Regions from separate parts of the Mus musculus genome. Here region 2 is linked to region 1. The links are chromatin contacts, called in public HiCAR-type maps. All regions are on one chromosome and are shown on one strand. Each heading gives the region's core, a stretch centred on a gene start, on an enhancer-like site or on the middle of the called end of the contact. The rest is flanking DNA. Distances are from core to core; before and after follow the strand shown.

What was found. HiCAR-type assays count read pairs that join an accessible place to other places.
Region 2: a HiCAR-type map of astrocytes shows a contact between it and region 1, with 2.8 times the contacts expected there. The contact joins the promoter of Arih1 here to the promoter of Loxl1 in region 1.

The regions. Positions count from the first base shown.
Region 1 is chr9:58,310,953-58,315,094 of GRCm38.p6, forward strand. Loxl1 (lysyl oxidase-like 1) reads right to left here and starts at 2,260. Exons shown (of 7, transcript NM_010729.3): 1 at 734-2,260. The coding sequence starts at 1,934.
Region 2 is chr9:59,483,938-59,488,079 of GRCm38.p6, forward strand. It overlaps Arih1 (ariadne RBR E3 ubiquitin protein ligase 1), which reads right to left and starts at 2,437. Exons shown (of 14, transcript NM_019927.2): 1 at 2,042-2,437. The coding sequence starts at 2,410.

The DNA of each region.
Region 1 (4,142 bases), core at 1,010-3,509:
TTTTATGCCCTGGCCAGTGGGCTCTGGCATCCCCAGCCGTGTTGGGATCACCTCAGGGGTCTGAAAATTTTGTCTGTTCTAGTGCAGCTCTTTGGCTGTTTACTCACCTCACTAAGGGCACAAGGACACTGCAGCATCTCTAGAAGCATTTTTTTTTTTTTTTTGGTTTTTCGAGACAGGGTTTCTCTGTATAGCCCTGGCTGTCCTGGAACTCAGTTTGTAGATCAGGCTGGCCTCGAACTCAGAAATCCACCTGCCTCTGCCTCCCGAGTGCTGGGATTAAAGGCGTGCGCCACCACGCCCGGCTCTAGAAGCATTCTTAAGGCCTCTTGACCCTGAAGGTCCAAGACTCCCATGATCCTTTGCCTCACTTTGTGCACAGGCATAGGGGAAATTTCTAAAAGTGTTAAGAGATTCCCTGGGAGAGGGAGAAGCAAGGGAGCAAGACTTTCCCCACTCGTCCCTAGATGACCCCAGCTAGATCTGCAAAGTACTTAAAACTTGGCTAGTCCTTCCACTATTCTCCCCAAGCCAGAGTCAAAACACAGGCCTACCAGATAGGCCTTTGACCCAGATGGATAATAGTTGGATTCAGGAGGAGAGGCACGCAGGGGCTGCATGGTCCTTGTTAAGCCACCACTGGAAGGCCTTTGATAAGAAACAAACAGGGTCCGCACCAGCAATTCACCAGTGGCCAAAATGTCGAGCCAAGGCGCTCGTGGATTGTACTCACCGCGACCATTCTGGTTGGGTCGGTACACACTACCCACGCTGAGACGGCCCTGCTGGGCGCCGTTCCGCTCCCCACCCTGGGAGGGCGCATCAGAGCTTCGCACGGGCAAGTAAGGTGGCTCCAGCACGCGGAATGGGGGCTGTGGCTCCACCGCACGCGGAGGGACGTAGGCCTCCGGTGGCACATTGGCTGCATAGGGCGGGTACCAGCCGAGGCGAGGATCGCCAGCGCCACCGTAGGTGCCACCGGCCCCCGCGGGGGCCTGCGACACGTCGGTGCTGGGATCAGGGTAGGCCTGCTCGAATCCCGGGGTGCCTTCATTGTACAGGCTGTGCGAGTAACGACGGTCAAGGCCGTCGGAAGGTTGGGGCTGAGGCTGCGGCTGGGGCTGGGGCTGGGGTTGGGGCTGGGGCACATAGGGCCTCTCTGGGGCTGGGTAAAAGCCCTGGGCCGGGTACTCGGGCTGCTCCTCGCCTCCTCCACCTCCGTAGTCCTCGTAACGCGCCCGGGGCTGGAAGGGATAGATGACCCCAGCCGAGGCTACAGCCGCTGCCCCCGCGCCCATGCCGCCGCCCGCACCACGGTAGTACACGTAGCCCTGTTCGTAGGTCCGTGACGCGGGATCGTAGTTCTCATACTGGTTTACGAAGGGCGCCTGCGGATAGGGGAACTGCTGCGGGTAGGAGGATGGCTGGCGATAGGTGGTGGCGAAGGCCGAGGCCGAAACCGAGGAGGAGGCGGAGCCCCCGTGCCGTTGCTGGGAGACGGAGGTGCGGGCCCGAGCCATGCCGGTACTGTCCCCGACGGCCACCTCTCTCCAGTTGTCGGGCACCTGGCCGAAGCCGAACGGGTGCCGCGTTTGGCCGCGCACAGTGTCCGAACCCACGCGTCCGGGCAGGGGCAGGGACGGCGCCTGCCGACGCCGGGGTCCCCCCTGACTGCGCCGCTGCGACGTTTGGGGCGCGCCTGCCAGTAGAACCCTGGAGCTAGTCTCCCCTCGTTGGGGCCCCGCGGGCACGTACTCAGAGCCCGAGTTGAGCAAGCTGTACACCTGCCCGTTGTTCTCCCACTGGATCAGCTGCCGCCAGCGTCCTGGGTCCGAGCCCTGTCCTGGCTGCGCTTGCTGCCCGTGCACCAGGACGCACAGGCAGGCACTCCACACCAGGGTCCTCAGCTGGCTGCCGGCTCCGGCCAGAGCCATAGTGGCCCTTCTGCAGAGGCCGGGTGGGCAGAGAGTGGGCCTCGGTGCGTGCTTCTCTTCCCACGGCCTCGAGGACAGGATGGCTCTTCGCCTGCCCAAGCTCTAGCTTTGTCCATCCTGGCCTTGTCCCGAGCGGGACGGCTCCTCCGATGACAGCATTTCGAGGCCAAGGGGTCAGGGCAGGGCAGGGGCGGTGCCCAGGGCTGCACGAGGCTTTCCGTAGGGCACGGGACGGGCAGGACCTCCTGGGGCCCTTACATGGCCAGCCCCACACTGGCTGGCTGCTCGCTAGGCTGGCGCTTTCCCACTCTGAATGAATAAGCAACAGGCTGAAAGTGTCTGGAGGTTTCAGAAACCTGGTCCGCCTGCTGGGGCCTCCTCCGCGGGGCCCTACGGCCCGCCGGGTTTTAGCTATGTGGCCTGTCCCACAGATCAGTGCTCCCTTAGTCCTGTAGCTTCCAGCCAAGCCACAGACCTGCCTGGGAGGAAGGGAATGAGGTAGGGCGGAGGAGGGGGCCCCTGGGGACTCAGGCCTGGTAAGTGGGGTTTCTGGCAAACATAGCAGGATTAAGATGTGGGCACTACCCTGCTGGTTCCACTCAGTCCTGGACACAGGTTTTTTTTTTTTTTAATTCCACTTTCTTCGTTGACTTCACCTCTTCCTAGGGTTCTTGGGGTGCCTTCTCCCTTCTCCAAAGCTAGTGCTAAGAGACATCCTGGTTGGTGAGACTCCCTGGGGAGATGCCCACCTCTGGCTGGGGCCACCCTGTAATTCTGCATCCTGAAGACATTGGGCGTTTGGTCCTGAGTACAAAGACACTGAACCTTCAGCTCTTCTACCAGGTCTCAGTCTACAGGCTTGGGAACTAGGATAGGTATGTCTCTCTGCTGAAGGGGACTTGGGAGCTCAGGGCAGATGCTGACATCACGTACCCCCCACCCCCTCCAGTGGCTTCTGCCCTGTGCTTCCTGAGTTGATAGCCAGAAATAATCGGAGTCTAAACATGAATAAGAAGAACCCAGCCGGTGGCAGCCTTGGATATGAGATATGCCATTGTGAGGCAAGGGGAACCTTTAACATAAAGCAGAGAGAGGGAGGCCTTGGGAGAGCCGTGGCCTGGGAATCGCATGCTCCTTCCCAACTCTGAGTTAGTGGACACATTGATCACTGGGGGATTATTCCACAGAACTCCATCTGTTCTGGCCGATTCTCTGTTCCCTCCGGGGATGTCAGGGCTAAGAAGAAAGGTAAATTTTAACTTTTACTTGGTACCTAAGAGGTTACCCTCTAAATGCTGTTCTCCAGGCTTCCCCTAGGCTGTCTTCTGTTTGGCCTTGGGAGCTGGAGGGCAAAGATTACCCCCTGAGACTTATAAACAAGACAGGAAGGATCTGTCCTCAATGCTGGATGACTCTGTTTTGTAAACTCCTGGGCCCCGTTTAAGGAGGAAACAGCCAGAATGATGCTCTTTGGGAACCAGGACCCCTCTGCCCTCCATCCTTACCAGGAAGCATCTATCAACCCACCAAACTGTGGGTTTCAGGACTGATACTTCACATATGTGTCTTGGGACACTGGATATCTTCCCCCCCCCCCCCCCCGAGACAGGGTTTCTCTGTAGCCCTGGCTGTCCTGGAACTCACTTTGTAGACCAGGCTGGCCTTGAACTCAGAAATCCACCTGCCTCTGCCTCCCAAGTGCTAGGATTAAAGGCATGCGCCACCACACCTGGCTGACACTAGATATCTTAATCTAGCCAGAAAATTGGGGGCTTGCAATAGCACTCTTGCCCGTGATATCGTAGATCCAGTGTAATGTCTGGATTCCTACAATAGTGACTGATTAGGCTGAAGACTAGCAAGTCTTGGTTCAATTGAAGCCTGGGACCTGGAGGGTTAAGCCTTCCCTCCCTCCTGCTCCCCCCCCCCCCCAGTGTTGGCCTCAGCTGCTTAGAATCCCTGGGGTCCCGTAGGTCTTTCCAGCTAGCCAGATGGGCAGCAGAGGAGAAGTGGAAACAGGCCTTAGGGTACCTTGGGCTTGGAGGGGAAGGAAGGAAGAATTGAGGGAGGATATGGGATGGGTTTGAGGTGGGAAGGGGGTTAACAGGAGCCCCTCTGGCTGGCAGGATGGGGTAGGGGGACAGGGATCAAGCACCACTGCTGCCTCAGGGTCTTGGGGTGGGGAGATCAGGGCACAGGCCATGGTTT
Region 2 (4,142 bases), core at 1,187-3,686, 1.2 Mb after region 1:
TTTCTAATTATAAACTTTCAACAAGGGATACATGCTCGGGTGTTCATGAATGCTACTTAAGAACAGTATTACTCATAAATGCTAAAGTAATAAATCAAGAAAATATGGAAAAGTACGACACTACCCCCCTACCCCCACCAAAATCCCCAGTTTTTATAGGTCTTAGTAGTTCATCAGCATTCATTCTTATCTAAAACAAGAAAGGATAATGTCATGCATAACAGCTACCTGACTGGTAACTGAGATAAATCTAAGAACTGACAAAACTGGATGAGATTTAACTAAAGTAAAATACACACTTTTAAGTCAAAAAGTTATTTTTGAGAATATCTTTGATTTATTTCAAAACATAATTTTAATGCCAGTAAGCTAGGTAAGTTTGATGATTTAATATAATTGCATGTAAATAAAAGCAATTCAAGTTTTAACCAAATTCCTTGCTAATGCAATTTTTTTGTTTCTTTAAAAAAAAAAATGAAAGAAAGAAATCTCAATTAATTATATAAAAACTAGAGCAGTGAAACTTAACTGACTTCTACAATCCTCCCATTTATTTTTTTATTGAAAAATGCACCATCATCTACAATGAAAATTGAGTTTCCACTACCAACAACACTAGATGAGATTTTTCCATTACACCAAACACATTCTTTAATGCCTACAAGGTTTAATCTGCAAAACGGTGCCTTCTGAATCAAACCATAAACATGTTAATAATGGAAAGTCAGCAAGTAGGCAGTAACACTGATAATCTGTCCATTCTAAAGTTAAGAAGCAATGTGCTTAAAAAAAAGAGTAACTTCTTGTTCATATGTAGTTTCCTTCCATGTAGCTACTATTTTCTAAAAGTTAAAATGAATCAAGATTTCACTCTGATTTTTCATTTTTCCAACATTTTTCGAGGCTGACCCTAGAGCCTCGAACTTTTTGCTCTACCACTGAGCTGTTATTATCTCCAGCCCTCTTTTTACTCTATCTTGAGAGAATCTCACCAAGTTGCCCGGGACAGCTTTGAGCTCACTCTGTAGTCCAGGTAGGCCTTGAACTTGCCACCATCCATCTGCCTCGACCTTCTAAGTAACTGAAATTTCAGACTTTCACCACCGGGTCCTATGTTATCTTTACTTTCCAATCATATCCCATTTGTAACAACTTTTCCCCCAAACAAATGTAAATTTATTTCCTAAAGCTCAAAAATACAAAATCGGGATGTATATAGCGTTAAATAGGATGCAGTTTCTGGTCTGAAGCAAGTTTAACTTCTATGCACGAAACAGAAACCTTCAGAGAATAGAGTCCAGAAGCCGGAATGCCTCTACTTTCTAATTCACAATAGAGTTTTGTCCAATTAGACAACACTGTGTTTTATTGTTGCCGAAGCTGCAAGGGTGGGTAGGGGATCTGCAATAACTATTCCAACAGCTTCCATCAAGTTACTTGCTACCAATGGAAGAAGTAGCAGTTAGGTCCCAAAGAAAACATACTCCTCCCACTCCCCCAAAAATGTAGGCATAAGCCTCACCATCAGAAAATAAGGTCCATCAGCACCTCTTCCGAGAAATAGTTCCCTTCCCCCACCTTTAAGTAGCCACTTAGGACTGCCAAGGAGATCCATTTCTTTATTAGCCGGTGCCCACTTGGAGCAATCATACACTAAAGCTGCTCTGAAGGGCCTGCCCTAATCCCATCTGAAACTGCTCAAAAGACTCAAGGGCTAGGGATAAACCTTGAGAAAAGGGCCGGGTTCTTTCTGACACCTCTTTCACACTCACCACCTCACCCGCCTCTAGCCCGCCCCGGTATCCCATCCTCCGGCCGTAGTCATGCAGGAACTGCCGGCCATAGCCGCTCAGGCAGCCCCAGGCCTCCGCCATGCCAGGACTCCGGGAAGCACCGCCCAAGCGCACCTCCCGACCGGCCGGCAGGGCACACAGGCCCGTGACGAGCCAGGCCCTGGCCTGCTCTTCGGCGCCGCACAGGCCGCCTTGGGTCCGCTCCCTAAGCCGGCTCCGGGGCCAGATGGCGTGGCGGGGCCCCTCACCTGGATGACCTCGTTGACCTCCCGGATACATTCCACCATGTGCTGCAGGATCTGTTCGGCCGTGAGCACCTCGTAGCGGTAATCCTCCTCCTGCTCGTGTCCCGGGCCGCCGCCGCCACCGCCACCGCCGCCGCCGCCTCCCGGACCCAGAGCGCTGCCGCCGCCACCGCCAGTCTCCCCGCACAGCAGTCCGTCTCGCTCCCCGCCGACGCCCAGCCCGGGCTCCACCAGCTCCACCTCGCCCAGATCCAGGTTATCATCGTCCGGCTCGTCCTCGTCGTCGTCCTCCTCCTCCTCGGCGCCGCTGTCCTCCTCGCTGCACTCCTCGTCCTCGTCGAACTCGTAGTTGTAGCCCTCGTCCGAGTCCATGGCGCGACGCGCGCGGGCCCGGCAGACGCTGGCCGCGGCGCGGAGAGGGCGGGGACGCCGAGGCCCCGGCTCTCGCTCCGGCTCCGGCTGCCGTCCGGACGCAGGCCTGGTTCCGGCCCCGTGGGCCGCGGCTGCTCCCCGCGTGCGGCGGTTGGAGGCGGGCGGTGGCGGCGGCGGGGAGGGCGCGGAGCAGGGCGGGAGGGAGCGCGGGGGCCGCTTGCTGCCGGCCTCAGTCAGACGCCGCTCCGCTCCGGGCTCGGACGGAAAACAGTCCCCTGCGCCACCTCCGCGGCCGCTGCTACCGCTACTGAGCCAACAAAGGGGCGTGCGTCACCGCGCCGCGCTACGTCATCGCGTCGGTCCGCTGCACGTCACCGCGCCACGCCCCTTGGCCCCTGCGTAGTATTTGGGGAGACCCCACGGCCGAGCCTGAGCAGGACGGGAGCGCGGCGGCGCGGCGGTGGCCCGGAGACACTGGGAAGCTGTGGCTCCTTGACGTGAGGAGGCTGGGGCCTTCCGGTCGTGGGGAGGAGTCTGGGGAGCGCCCAAGCGGAGGTTTTCTCCGAGGACCTTTCTCGCTTCCGGGCCTCACAGGCACATCTGACACGCCCTGGCTAGTTCCGGGAAGCCGGTAGCTGTGCTGCTAAAATTCCGGTTGCCCGAGTTACTGCCTGGAAGGTAGTAGTACGCGGAACCTCCAAGTTGGGTGACAGGTAGTTGGAGTGTTGCTGTCCACTCGTGGCTCTACAGCGGTTCTTGGGTCCCCCTGATGTGACGTCATAGTAAAGACTCAGTTCCTGAACTCATCTTGACAAGCACTTCTTGAGGGTCCGGAACAATGTGACAGTCCTGTTCCTCAATTAAGGCCATCAATTCCTCAATCACTAAGGGCCTTCCATAGATTAGTGCTCATTACCACAGAGTCCTAGTACCCAGATTATAGCGGAGGCACCCGAGACTCTAAAAATAAAAGTGTATATACCTTGTGGTGGCATACACCTGTCCAGCATGCACAAAGGCCCCAATTTCAGTCCCCAGCAATGGAGCAGAGAGGTTTTCTGATACATAATAAATCTTACATTTTATGTAAATTACAGTGATAATTCCAGGAAACAGTGCAGGCAAACCACATCTACAAAGACCAAGAGAGACTGCTTATCTGGAAATAGTGCAGAAGTGAGCTGGGTTGATGGATGGCTATTTCAACAGAGGAGGAGAGGAAGATGGCCTTGGGTCAAAACAGAAGGTTCACAATAGTTACAAGGCTGAAGTTTAAAACTCAATCAGTAAATGGGAAGTATTGGGCAAATTAGTTAGAGGTCATGACAAAGCACTTAATGCCTTTCCAAGACTGGGTTTATCTTGTTTTGTTTGCTTTAGACTTAATACCTTGAAAATAGGACACCAGAGCCAGGAAAGTGTTTTGAAGGAAGTAGAGGCTTAAGAGACCTCCCTCTTCCAGTAACTTGAAGGATTGGCCAGTCTGAAAATCTATTAAAGCTGAACCCTTAATAGATACAGTACTTAAGATATAGATTCTGTTTAGAAATTGCCTTTGAAAAAGTGGAAAATATATAGATACATACTTATATAATGTCTATGTCTATTTTGTTTTCAAATGATCGATTTATTTCTTTACACACACATATTTAAACTGGGTTGAGTGCAAGGCAAGTGTAGATCAGAAGATAACTTATGGGAATTAGCCCACACTTCACTGTGTAAACTACAG